Linked DNA regions of Mus musculus: region 1 is linked to region 2. The links are chromatin contacts, called in public HiChIP or PLAC-seq maps. All regions are on one chromosome and are shown on one strand. Each heading gives the region's core, a stretch centred on a gene start, on an enhancer-like site or on the middle of the called end of the contact. The rest is flanking DNA. Distances are from core to core; before and after follow the strand shown.

Region 1 (6,295 bases), core at 1,738-4,237, 86 kb after region 2:
CCTGGCAGAAAAAAAAATTGAGTTGGGATGGTGTCTCAGGTATTCCAGACTGGTCATCAACTCCCTTTATAGCTGAAGATGACTTTTGAACTGATCTTCCTCCTTCTGTTTTCTAAGTGCAGAAATTGCAGGCATGCACCCAGGTTACATAGTACTGGGGATTGAACCCAGGGCTTTGTGCCTCTAGACAAATACTTTACCAACTATACCCCAACCTTAATAAAATTTCTGAATGTGTGCTCTATGTACACGTGCATGCAGGTATGTGCACCCAGGAGCATGCGCAGAGGCCAGAGAAGGATGCAGATGCCCTGCTCTCATTCTGTCTTGTTCCTCTGCAGTGGGTCTCTTGCTGAGCCTGAATTAGGCTGGCTGCTGCAAGCCCCACCAACCCTCCTGTCTCCTCCTGCAGTGCTGGGGTTGCAGACAGATGATTTTATTCTTCTCTTTTTATGTGGATCTTTCTGGTTCTCATGCCTGTGAAGCAAGAACTTCACACCTGCCTGGTCCACTAGGCCACCTCCCTAGTCCCCTAAAATACTCCTAGTGCCTAGAAAGTGCCTGATGTGCTTCTCCTTAGTGCTTTCCTGTCCTTTCCTATCTCTAGTTCTTCCTTTAAATGTGTGTGTGTGTGTGTGTGTGTGTGTGTGTGTGTGTGTGTGGTATGTGTGTGTTGGATGCCTGAAGTGCACAGATCTGCACACCTATACACGTGTAGAGATGAGAGTCTCTCACGGAACCTGAAGCTGAGGTTTGCGATTTTTTTTTTTTTTTTTGGGCTGAGTTTTTCAGTTACGAGCATTCTACATCAGTCTGGCCTGCCCAGTACCGGTGTTACAGGAACAGGAGCCTTTTAGCCTTGGTGTGGTGGATTCAAGCTCAGGTCCTCTGGTTCTCACACTTCCAGAGCAAGCTGTCTTACCCACTGAGCCATGTCATCAGTTCCCCTTGCTTTTTAAAAGGAGCATCATCGCCCACAGCAGTACCGCCAGGCACTGCATTGTTTAGTTTTTTCACTCCCTGAGCTTCCATCAAGAGGATGGAATTGTAGCAGAGGCAGGAGGATCTCTGAGTTTGAGGCCAGCCTGGTCCACAGAGTGAGTGCCAGAACAACCACAACCAAGGCTACACAGAGAAGCCCTGCCTTGAAAAACAAAAACAAAAACAAAAACAAAACAAAGGATGCTTGCACCCCCCAGCTGTGGCTCGCCCGTCATGTAGCATAGTAGTATCTGGCTGTGGGAATGTACTGTGACCTCTTCCTCCTACAGAGAAGGGAGGTTTTGGTAACTTCCAGTTTGGGGTTGCGATAATGGTTGTTTATGTCTTTGGCTGCATGCAAGAGTATTTATCTAGATGTGAAGCTGCTGGCTCCTGTGACATGCATGTTTTTGATTTTACCAGATCACGCAGAGCTGCTGCTAGTGGCTGTACCAGCTATGCTCTCCCCAACAGCGCACAGGAACGTTCCTTGTTCTGCACGGCCGCCTTGCTTGGCGCTGCCCATTTCCATCTACCACCAGCTGGGTGGTTGTGGGTCTGCATCTCATTTTGGCTTTCTCTTGCATTTTTCTTGTTGCTAAAGGGGTTGAGCATCTTCTGTGTTACTTTTATATTTTTGCATGGTTGAAATCCCTGCTTTGACCTTTCCCTAATTTTAAAATGATTCATTTTTTTGTTTTATATGTATGAGCCTTGTCTGCATAATATGTATGTGCAACATGCATGTGCCTGGTGCTGGAGGAGGTCAAAAGAGGTGTCATATTCGCTGGAATTGAAGTTATAGAGGGTTGTGAGTTACCTACGTGGGTGCTGAGCGCTGGAACTGACTCTTCTGCAAGAGCAGTAAGCAGTCCTAACTGCTGAGCTCTCTTCAGGCCCCTCGATTTTATTATTGATTATTTATTGATAAGGGACCAGACCGACCTTTACCTCATGGTCTTCCTTTCTCAGCCTCCTCAGTGCTGGGACTACAGGTGTGCTTTGAGTGTGCACACACGTGTACTGTGGAGTAAGTGTGGAGGTCACAATACAACCTCTGTCAGTCCCCTCCTTTCACCTCAAGACAAGGTCTCCTTGGCAACATGTGTGCCAGCCTAGCTGCTCAAGAGTCTGTGGGTTCTCTTGTCTCTGACCCACTGTCTCATGGAAGTCCAGGAATTACAGACGTGGACAGCTTTACAGAACTCAGGCAGAGCAAACAGCCAGCTGACAGGAAGTGAACATAGGATTAAGAAAAAACCATAGTGAGTAAAATAGGGAGTCAGGAGGAGAGCTAGAGAGACACCCAGGAAGGAGAAGGGAGGGACGTTGAGTTTGAAGGAAGGTTTTTGAGCAGGTGGGCAAGACAGGATTCCCAGTGAGACATTGGCTGAGGAGGACGGTCAGCTGTGTGTTTTCTCTGCCTCTCTGAGTTAGCAGGACTTCACCTCAGCATCTGGCTTCCGAGTCTTCATTGATAAAATTGAACAATTGAGATTGTGTTAAAAAGCAACGCGCCCCCCACTTTCCCCATTGTAAACGTTGTGTGTCTATTTTTGTGCTGGTGGATTTGTGGCTGCTCTTTGCATATTGTAGTCACCAACTGTAGCGGCTGTGTTGGTCACCGCCCGGCCTCTGGCTTGCCTTCTTATCTGCTGTATGACGGCTTTGTTGGATACACGTTCTTGTTAGAGCTGCGGACCTCAATCACTTTTAGAGTCTTATATGTGTTTTTCTTTTAAACCTGAAGTTCTAAAGATAACTTCTAGATTTTCTTTCCTCAAAGTCACAGTACCAAATGTCTTTCTTAGGATGGTACTGTCGGGTGGGTTCCTGAGCCTTTCTGCACGTCTTTCCTGGGTTTTAGAGGTCCTACATTTTATTTTGATTCTACGGGGCCTTTTCCCTGTGCAGAAAGGCTTCAGGAGCCAGACCTTGTATCCTGGGCTCTGCAAAGCCAGCAGGCCCCTAGGGGGCGCCTTCGCACCACGTGTGAGCTCTCTGCAGCCAGGCTCCTCTGTGTCCAGCTCTGGTGTGGGGCACCCTTGCCTCACTGCGAGCTACAGAGGCAGGCCAGGCTCATCTGCTCCTGACAAGATGGAACTGTCCTTCTGGCCCTTTCAAATCCCCCATTCCCATCATGCTCTCTCCTTTCTTAGAATCCTCCCAATTCCTTCTTGACTTTTGGAGGCTCCAGGTTACCTCTCTTCTCACTGCTAAGGTAGAGACATGCCCCAAACCACTGTGGCAGGCAGCTGATGTGGCTCTAGTGTCCACAAATGATCAAAGCCACAGGACCCACGGAGGGTGTCTTGTTTTACCTTTCCAGCTCTATTAGCTGACAGCTAGCCTGATGCCTTCCTGCTTCTTGCCTCCATTTTCTTGCAAGACTAACATCACTATCTTACAGTCTATTAAGGGTAAGACGAGATGAGAACGAATTATCAAGTTCCACAGTGTTTGGCACGTAGCAAGGATCAGCAGACATTAGCTTGCCCTCACCTGCTTGGACTCTATCTTTGGAAACAAGACAGAGCTGGATCCTTGCTGATGATCTTTTAAAGACCTCACCGCTGCTTTCTCATTTGGAATTCAAACAGTCCCACTAAATAGAAATCGCTGAAAGGGTAGTTTTCTGGTTTGTCTGGGAAGAGAAAACAGTGGAGTGGAATAACTGCATCTCTCCTGCAGTAAAGCAAGTGGGACTCCTCGGAGAAAAGTCTGAACTTGTGGCCCAGGGGCAGCCACTGTTGTTTAGTGTTCCTCTCTCGTTTGTGCAGTGACCAAGATCTGGGTCCCCACCCTGACTGACAGTCCGCAGTGCAGAGCATCCTGTTGCTGGGATGCAAGGCTCTTGTTGGTTATGGAGTAGATAACCGGGAAGCTGTCTTCACTCATCTCCAGGTATACGTGTGATCCCAGCAGCTCCGTGGCCGTTCTGTCAATCCCCAAAGCACATCGCGACACCTGAATAGCTCAAGCCAGAGCCATGGGGGCAGTAAGGGTGGGTCACAGAAGAATAAGGTGCACAGTAGATCCATACATGGGAAACCAAAGAACCCAGAGCGAGACAGGCCCTGCCCAAGGTCACTCAGTGAGGTAGTACAAGAAGAGATTTGAACTAGAGTCCTTCGTTCTGTTCAATCAGCAGCAGCAAGCCCCAGACACCCGCTTTCTCTGCATTCGTGTCAAATTCCTCTTTCGACTGCTCTTCTGGGCCTAGACAGCTGCTGTGGTTTGGGTTGAAGGTCACCGAAGCAGCTGTTTCTCACCTCTTCTTTTTCATTCCTTCCCAGCTCTCTCTGACTTGGTTGTGTTCTTGTCCAAATTCAGGAAGAGATCAGAAACAGTAGTGAGCATATTCTCTGAAAAAATGACACGGTATTTCACCCAGTAAGCGTAACGTGAGGTCACCACATGACTGAGCAAAATCAATGTTTCAAATGAGCACGTATGTCCACATAAAAGCTTGTTCTCCTTCTCCATAACAGGGAAAAGGTGGGAGCAGTCCAAACACCCATCAGCTCACGAATGACTAATTAGAAGGCAAACATCTGAACACCCAGTATGTTACCTGGCAGGAAGGAGTGAAGTCCTGGTGCCTGTAGTATGGATGAATCCCCAAAACATTCTATCGACTGCAAGATGCTCATTGGAAAGACCACACATCACATGATTCTGCTTATCTGAAATGCCCAGAGTAGGCAGATTCATAGAGGCAGAGGTAGATTAGTGGTTTCCAGAGGCTGGGGGGGATGGGAGGTAATGGATGAAGGGTTTCTTCATTGGGCGATGGGAAGGTTCTGGAATTAGATAGTGGTAATCATTGCATAACTGCACATATACTAAAATACACTAAATTGTATACTTTGAAAAGGTGAGTTTTAAGGTGTGTAAATTATATCTTTTCAAAAGGTGGTCTCTGATTAAAACCCAAGGTAGGGGGACGAAGCTGGAGGAAGGCCATAATGACGAGAGGGTTGCAGGGTGAAGGCAGCGAGGTTTCTGGGCCTGAGAGAGCGTGTCTGAGCAGGCTTTCTACTCAGGGAAGCAGAGTGGTGGAAAGGTGCTTGCCTTATAAAGTGGCTACTCAGGCACAAATTAGAGTCTTAGAGCTTCAGCTATCCAGGTGCGTGACTTGGTCAAACGACCTCAGTCTCCTCATCCAAAAAATGGCACAACAGAGTTGGTCTTACAGATGGTGGCATGGGCACTGGGAAGCATTCAGTCGCCTTTGCCACCCAAGTCTCACTTCTTCCCTAATCTCAGGTGAGGGTGCTTGTGTTCTCACACACTGGTGTGGAATCTTTCCTAACTGAGTGCTCCTCAGACAACAGCATGCATGGGGTCATTATGCATGTTCTCAGATTCTGTACGTTTGATGGATACGACAAGCACAGGGCCTCTCACTGAACCCGGAGCTCACCAATCGGCTAGGCTGACTAGTCACTGAGTTCCCAGGATCCTCCGGTCTGCTTCTGGGATTACAAGTGTGCATCTGCAGTGAGCTTGATGCTCACTTGATGCAGTGCCCACACCTCTGCCTGGGGATCTGAACTCAGGTCCTCCTGTTCGTGCAGCAAGCTCTGCTCTTTTACAGACTGAACTATCGCCCCAGTTCCCAGTCCAGGCTCATTAAACGAGACTGTGCACCAAAGCACTCCAGGGTGAAATGTAATTCCGATTCACAGGTCTAAGATGGAGCTCAACAGATGCAGAGGAAAGACTGTTGCTTCCAGTCCTTGAAATCCCACAACAGCGTGGCTCTAAGCTGCTGGAAACGAAACCACTCTCTGATAGCATCCTAGGATCTGTAGTGTTAAGATAGCTATGGGTTTCATAACTAAGATGCCTTGTGCAGACAAGGTCTGCAATGATGCCAGTGATTGTTACTTTGAATTTTTATTACACATATAGTGTGTGCATGCATGTCACAGCATGCATGGGAAGGGGACAAGTTTTGGGAGTTTGTTCTCTCCATCTACCATGTGGGTCTCAGGGATTGACTTCAGACCGTCAGGCTTAGTGGCACGTGTCTTAATCCACTGAGCCATTTTACCTGACTATTAAAGCCCTTTCACATATTCTCAAAATTATTTATGGCTTTCTATGAGGATTCTGACTTGATCTAAGAGATTTGATTTCATTAGGCAGTGGTGTTGCATGCCTTTAATTCCAGCACTCGGGAGGCAGAGGCAAGCGGATTTCTGAGTTCGAGGTCAGCCTGGTCTACAAAGTGAGTTCCAGGATAGCCAAGGCTATACAGAGAAACCCTGTCTCAAAAAAAAAAAAAGATTTTATTTTAAATCAGTAA
Region 2 (6,631 bases), core at 188-2,687:
GATTAAAGGCGTGCGCCACTATGCCCAGCCAGACCACAACTTTCACAGTATATGTTTTCTCTTTGGAGGCTCTGCTTATTTCAGAATTAAGAAGAGCTGCCTACAAGGATACCAATCTTCAGAGGGAAAGGAATTTAGCCTCTGTCATGTGGCTTCAGTCCTCTGTGATGATCAAAGGACATAGTACAGACTTGGTGCAACCTTTCTCCTGTTTTAAAGGTAGCTATCAAAATCTTTTCCACCCCAGTACTAGAGATGACCCCAGGACTATCCACATACTTGGCAAGGACATTGCCTAAAACAAGTCTGCATAAAACAAGGAGGAAAATAGAAAGATCTGAGAGGGGTCTCTGTAGTCTCCAAGGAGATTTACAAATTAGTGACATGTAGCAGGAAGTGACAAGTGTTCCAGAAGCTAGAAGTTAGTAGAGATTACTCCCCGTAGCTGGAGTTAGGAGAAGGAAATTTTCATGATAACTCATAAGGAAGGAAAGGGCAGGGCAAGACTCTCAGTAAAGGAAAATAAAGACAAAAACTGTAAGCAAGGACAGGAGAGATGGTGCAGTTGGTTAAACACTTATTACATACTCTAAGGACCTGAGTGTGATCCCCTATACCCATGCAAAAGGCTAGGGTGTGTGTGTAGCCCCAGACTTGGGGAGGCAGAGAGAGAAGGATCCCTTGAGCCAGCCTTAACCTAAATTACAAGTCCCAGCAAGAGAGCCTGTCTCAAAAACACAAGGTACCAGAGCAATGCTATCCAAACAATTATGAACTCCATACACATGTGCACGCACATGAACATATATGGGCAAAACCAAATGTAAGCCTCAGAATATCTTATAACACAAACCATAAAGGGGTGAGGAGGGCTTCACAGTTGAGTGTGGTGGCTTACAGCTGTAACTCCAGCATTTGGGAGGCTAAATCCTAGGCTCCTATAGAGTAAGGTCAAGACCAGCCTGAAATTTTAGCAAAACTTTGTCTTAAATTAAAAAATTAAAAAAAAAAAACGGACTGGGATATAATTTAGTAGTGTTTGCTGAGCATGTCCGGGGCGCTGGGTTTGATTCCTACTACTTGGGGGTAGAAGTGTAGGAAAAGCTGAAGTAAAAATGCTTAATAATCAAATATACACACAGCTTAATAATCAAATATATAAACTTTTTTTCCTTTGAACCCTATCAACCAGTCTAGCAATCAGAAACTGATGTACAAAGAAATTCATAAAACTACACCGGGAAATTATACAATTCCCCAACTCAGAGAAATCTGTTTCTCTGTATTAGTTAAGGTATAATAGAAATACTAATTTTAACCAAAGCTTCATGATCTCACAACAGTCATCAGCTCCTTTGGGGTATTTATATGGCAGTGTAATTTTGCAGGGTGGTTCCCTGGCATTCTGTTCTCAAGCCCACAAATGTAGCACTAATGTGACCCGTGCAGCTGCAGCTTCCTTCCTGCATTTCAGAAGCTCTGGGTAGCCACACACTTACAGCTCTGTTTAACCGCACACAAAAGACTGGCAATTGGCCAAGAAGCTTCTGCCACTCCTGGGTATATGCTAATATTTCCTAAATCAACTTGTCCATGAAATTATGTCTACTACCTTAGTACACTATAGCAATGTAAAGGAAATTAAATTCCAATGTCTAGTTAACAAAACTGCAAAGCCACTAAAATATCTAACAGATGTTCTTATAGCACCCTATGAAAATAATTTAATTCCATTAAGCTGATCCTTAAGATTTCCTCAAAGACTTACCATTCCCTTAGAATTTTACCAACAGCAAGAAGAGCAACAATGATTTGTTATAGTATACAGATTTAACTGTATTTACAAAGCTTCCTTTTGAACATCCTCTGCACACTAACTGATATCAAGAATGAATGCTGTCAGCACCTGCACCACACAGAATGGCATGACTTATGACTATGATAGGGAGATAAAGACATTCAAGAATGACCTGAATTTCTGCTGTCTCTAAAGCAAAAGTAGTTATAAACACAGAACACCTGATTCTATAAAACAAGAAGCTGTACCATTCTTGGATTAATGGGGCAGGGATTAATGGAGGGCTAGGATGTGAGTCCGGGTAGAGGTTTATTTAAGGCCAGGGTTCAAGCAACAGCAGCCAACTGAGCTAATGCTTAGCTGTTATGAAAAGGAGTACTCGGGCTGGAGAGATAGCTCAGCCGTTAAGAGCACTGAATGCTCTTTCAGAGGTTCTGAGTTCAATTCCCAGCAACCACATGGTGGCTTACAACCATCTGTAATGAGATCTGATGCCCTCTTCTGGTGTGTCTGAAGACAGCTACAGTATACTTAACATATAATAAATAAATCAAAAGAAGAGAAAAGAAAAGAAAAGAAAAGAAAAGAAAAAGAAAAGAGAAGAAAAGAAAAGAAGTACTCCACATCAGCAAGCAACAGTAGTGAGCACTGCCCTGTGTGTGAACATCTCAGAAAATACTAATTTTTACAAAAATCTTCATCTGCCTCTAAGTTTCTCTCCCTTCTATCTTTTCCAGGTCTGACCACTAAACGAGTAGGTGTTTGAATGACTTAAACCTTTTACAGATTTATTCAATAGTTAAATGCCAACTATGCTAAACCTGTAAAACATTAAAAGACCTGAAAAAGCACTGGTTTAATTTTCTTCCCTTGGCTGGACATCTTCCCACAGACAGTGTGAGAAAGGACTAGCACGCCCTTCAACAGAAAGTGTGGTTCTCAGGGATGCCTGGAAACAGGCAAGGCAACACATGCACAGTGCTCAGGAGGCTGAGGTAGGAGCCAGCCTAGACCAAACAGCAAACTCTGTCTCAAACCACTTACCAAAAGCAAATCAACAAACAGGGATATTTGTACTTTAAATGCCCATTCCTGCTCAGTATTGCCCTCATGTAAAATTCAAGGACTGTTGAGCAAATACATAACTCTAAAGGATCTTCTAAACACCCCCCTCAATGTCAGCAGCCCTTAGAATTGAAAGTAAAGGTGAAAAATTATTCATCATAATTTATGATGAGAAAGAAATCTGCTTCACTCAAAAGTTAAAACTATAAACATCTCTGCATATACTACATGGGTAACAAATTGTTGAACACTGCTTGTAGCCTAAATAATTTGCTCCTAAACAGTCACAAAATAGACAGGACTTTACTACCATTTATATGACACAGACACATACATTATATTACAAGGAGCCACACGGTTCACAATCTATTCTTTTTTGGACATAGGATCTAGCTTTGTAGCCCAGGATGACCTTTAACTCAGAATCTTTCTTAGCCTGCATAGTGCAAGGAATACCAGTATACACCACCTGGCATGGCTATCTCCAACTTCCTCTTAAAGTCTAATACACTTCATGGGGGTCAGGGGGAGCCTGAAATGCTGAGTTGTAAACACTAAATTCTTGACATTTACCTCTCAGGAAGTAGAAAAGAGATAGGGAAGATTACCAAAACAATCTTTCAAACAAAGAAGCTTAACTTGTAAGAACACATTTGTAAAAACAATACCATTTCCAGAAAATATTAACTTACCAGTATGTGCTGTAGCTACTGCAATCCATACACACTGTATGCTGAGCTTTCTCCTGCTTTTCTGATCTCTTATGGTTGAGTAAGGGTATCTGTGCATCTTCATAATGTTTTTTTGCATGGCCATTCACATACCTTACAAAGCCAAGTGAAATTATTTTAATTTAAATATTGCTTTGGAAAGTTGTCAAAGATGATGAAATTGTTAACCAAATTAAAATGAAAAATAACTCTTTAAAAAAAGTTAATCACCTGGTGATATATTAAGCTAAATACTTAAAGTATACTCAAATTTGCAACTCAATACTACAGTCAAATTTTAGTTACGCCTTGATTAGGGACAAGCAAGGAAAGGTATTAGCTACCCAAATTCGTTTCAGTGCTATTTATACTATCTTCTATGCTGATGTTTCCCCTATATTGTCTTTCATTTAAGGGTTTTCTCAAATTGCTAATTCCCAGCTTGGAGTTGTTATTTTAAAATAAGTAAATAAAAAGTCTGTACATTAAAATAATCAACCTCCTTCCCCAGTACCATATGCTGAAGTTACACCTACAATGTGAAAGTCAGACAGAAGCATGGCAATCTGTGGTCTCCTGGATACAGCTTCAGATTTTTCCTCTGAATGCCTCATCACCAACACACATGGAAATGCATTTGTGTAAAACAATCCAAACAAAACACAAATCAACTTGTGTTAGAAAAACTGCAATTTGTCCATGTAAGCAAACATAGCCAGTGATTGGTTATATTCCTACCAATTTTATAACTTTCCAACTCAAGTTTAATAAACAGAGCTTTATAACATTTATTTATTTGGGAGTGAGTGGCTGTCCATGACATGGTACATAAGCAGAAGCCAAAAGATGATTCATGGGAGTAGGGTCCCTCCCTACCTAATAGGTCAAACCAGAAGGATCAGACTTGATGTCAAGTGCCTTTACCTGCTAAGCCATCTTGTAAGCCCTAATAAATTATTATAGCAGGGAAACTAAAACCAAAGTAAGTATCTATGCACCCTCATTTATCTACACTTTACCTAAAGACTATAGAATGTTGTCCCTGACCTCTATAAAAAACTCCTAAGGACACAAAAACATCCCAGTTCCTTTACAACAACTAGTCTGCAAAAGGTGGAAATTACTTAAAAACTCAACAGGTAAAGAAACAATTGCTAGTTCACTGGCATCAAAATAACAGACTTAGAGCAGGAAGTTTCATCTCAAGCTGCAGTAGTTAATCAAGAAGCTGCACTTACCTTGAGACTGAGGAATGGCTCTCAGCCTAAGTCCAGTCTCCACACCCCAGAAAAACTAACACCCTTAACCTCAATTCAGAATTCAACCATTTTTTTCTTATACCTTTCCCCCATGAACTTTAACACCAAGGATCCTCTGTCTCCCAAAGTAGACTGAGTTTAAAATAAAATAACAAGGGTATGTGCTTAAAACTAGCCTTTCAAATTCACATACTAGTTGTATAAGCACAATGAGTTATTAAAATTTCTGTACTTGTTTTCTCACCTGTGAATTGAGGTTATAGTACATGTATCACATTGTTGGGCAATTAAACTAAATAATCTAAGACAAGTGTGAATGGTTATTTCATTAGCATCTTCTCCCATACATTTAACTACTATTTATTCAGAGTCCAAATAACAAACCAATTGCTTAGAGTAGGCACATGAAGCACTCACTACTTATACAGTGTTGTTAGGAAGCCCTTGCAGTTTAACTGAAAAGGTAAACTAACCTACATATGCTCAGCACCCACCTTCATCTCCTGTCGCTTTAGCACACAGCATGAAGAGTGCCTTTACAACACTGATAATACATAGCATAACCACCTCAGGGCTTGGAAACTGATCATCTTTATATAGTACAGACCAAGAGCTTCAGCTATAATACTGTAGTTTCCAAATGTCCTCTATATTTAAATTGTTCATGTGTGGCTAAGAACAAAGGATAATGCCACTTGTGTAAGGAGATGTCATGGTAAAGCCCAATATAGTAACTTGAAATTTTAATAAAAGAAATAAAATTAAATCCCTATAAAGATCAGTGATAAAGGTGTAATTGTTGATGAATAACATTAACATCAGCAATGTTTCACCTAATACCCAAACACACTAGTCAAAGGTTAACAGTATAAAGCTATCTTACATAAAAATAAATATTTCTCTCAGTTTTAGATTTTTTAACTTTGCACAATTTTAACTATTTTAACTGTTACACAAGGAGCTAGCTTACCATGTATGCCACAGATCCCAATAACAATCTCAAAAATTTTAAAACAAAGTAGGATGGTGTTGTAAAAACAGTAGAATGTTTCTCTCAGATCTGCTGATACACCATTTTTTGAAACTAAATTGAAAAAATATTCATTTAAGAGTTCCCTGTAGACAAATAGTCTCAAGTTACTGAAAAATCAGTATTTTTGGCCACAGCTACTAGAATTACATAAGAAATACCCAAATCAAAATCATGCTGCTCTCTATTATCTGTTTAATTTGCCTAATCATAGTTCTCTGAAAGTCTGTTAAATGTCTTACCCTTGATTACAAAGAATCAACTTTAGGAGTCTAGAAAATTTCAACTTACTTTCCCAAAGCCCAGAGAATTATTTGTTGCTTCCTATTTGTCAGAAACATTCCTCTCCCCCCAGTTTTGTTGTTTTTTTTTTTTCCTTCTCCTCAAAACTGTCCTGGCCTTTCCAGTGACATATGACCTTTGACATTTAGATATGAAGCACTCAGTGACATCCGGAGGAACCACATACCCCTTACTGCATTATCAGCCTCATCTTTCAAAGCTAGGAGAGGCATCTAACTCTTCAGTTCATATTTTTAAGTACTTCTACTTATCTTTTTAAAAAATTCTGTACAGAATATTTTCAGGCTCCCTAGATCCTAGAGATTTTGAAACAATAGCAGCCATAATTAAAATACACTGCATTTCCCAAAAGTACTCATAAGTTTGCATGGGACAGATATTCAATTCCAAAACTCAATGTGCAAAAATCAAGGAAACTGAACAACAAAAATGTTTTTTTCATGTAATGAGAATTTAAAGTAACAAT

The links. HiChIP or PLAC-seq counts read pairs in DNA pulled down with a chosen protein or histone mark.
Region 1: a contact with region 2 is called in a RAD21 HiChIP or PLAC-seq map of pro-B cells, with 2.1 times the contacts expected there. The contact joins two enhancer-like sites. A contact is called at or near these places in 2 of 15 datasets of contacts at CTCF or cohesin (the NIH/3T3 cell line and pro-B cells), 2 of 484 Hi-C or Micro-C datasets (CD8 T cells and Sertoli cells), 2 of 115 datasets of contacts at active chromatin or transcription factors (CD8 T cells and large pre-B cells) and 1 of 9 other capture datasets (adipose tissue).

Annotation. Positions count from the first base shown.
Region 1 is chr9:66,643,459-66,649,753 of GRCm38.p6, forward strand. No RefSeq gene overlaps it. Among named protein-coding and RNA genes, the nearest start is that of Usp3, 53 kb to the left of the region's middle. Within about 2 kb of position 2,988, at least 17 of the 459 cell types and tissues checked have an H3K27ac peak or open chromatin away from gene starts, as enhancers often do. A contact at or near this core is called in pro-B cells, where this site is marked.
Region 2 is chr9:66,558,999-66,565,629 of GRCm38.p6, forward strand. It overlaps Usp3 (ubiquitin specific peptidase 3), which reads right to left. Exons shown (of 15, transcript NM_144937.4): 3 at 3,556-3,687. Among named protein-coding and RNA genes, the nearest start is that of Usp3, 31 kb to the right of the region's middle. Within about 2 kb of position 1,438, at least 71 of the 459 cell types and tissues checked have an H3K27ac peak or open chromatin away from gene starts, as enhancers often do. A contact at or near this core is called in pro-B cells, where this site is marked.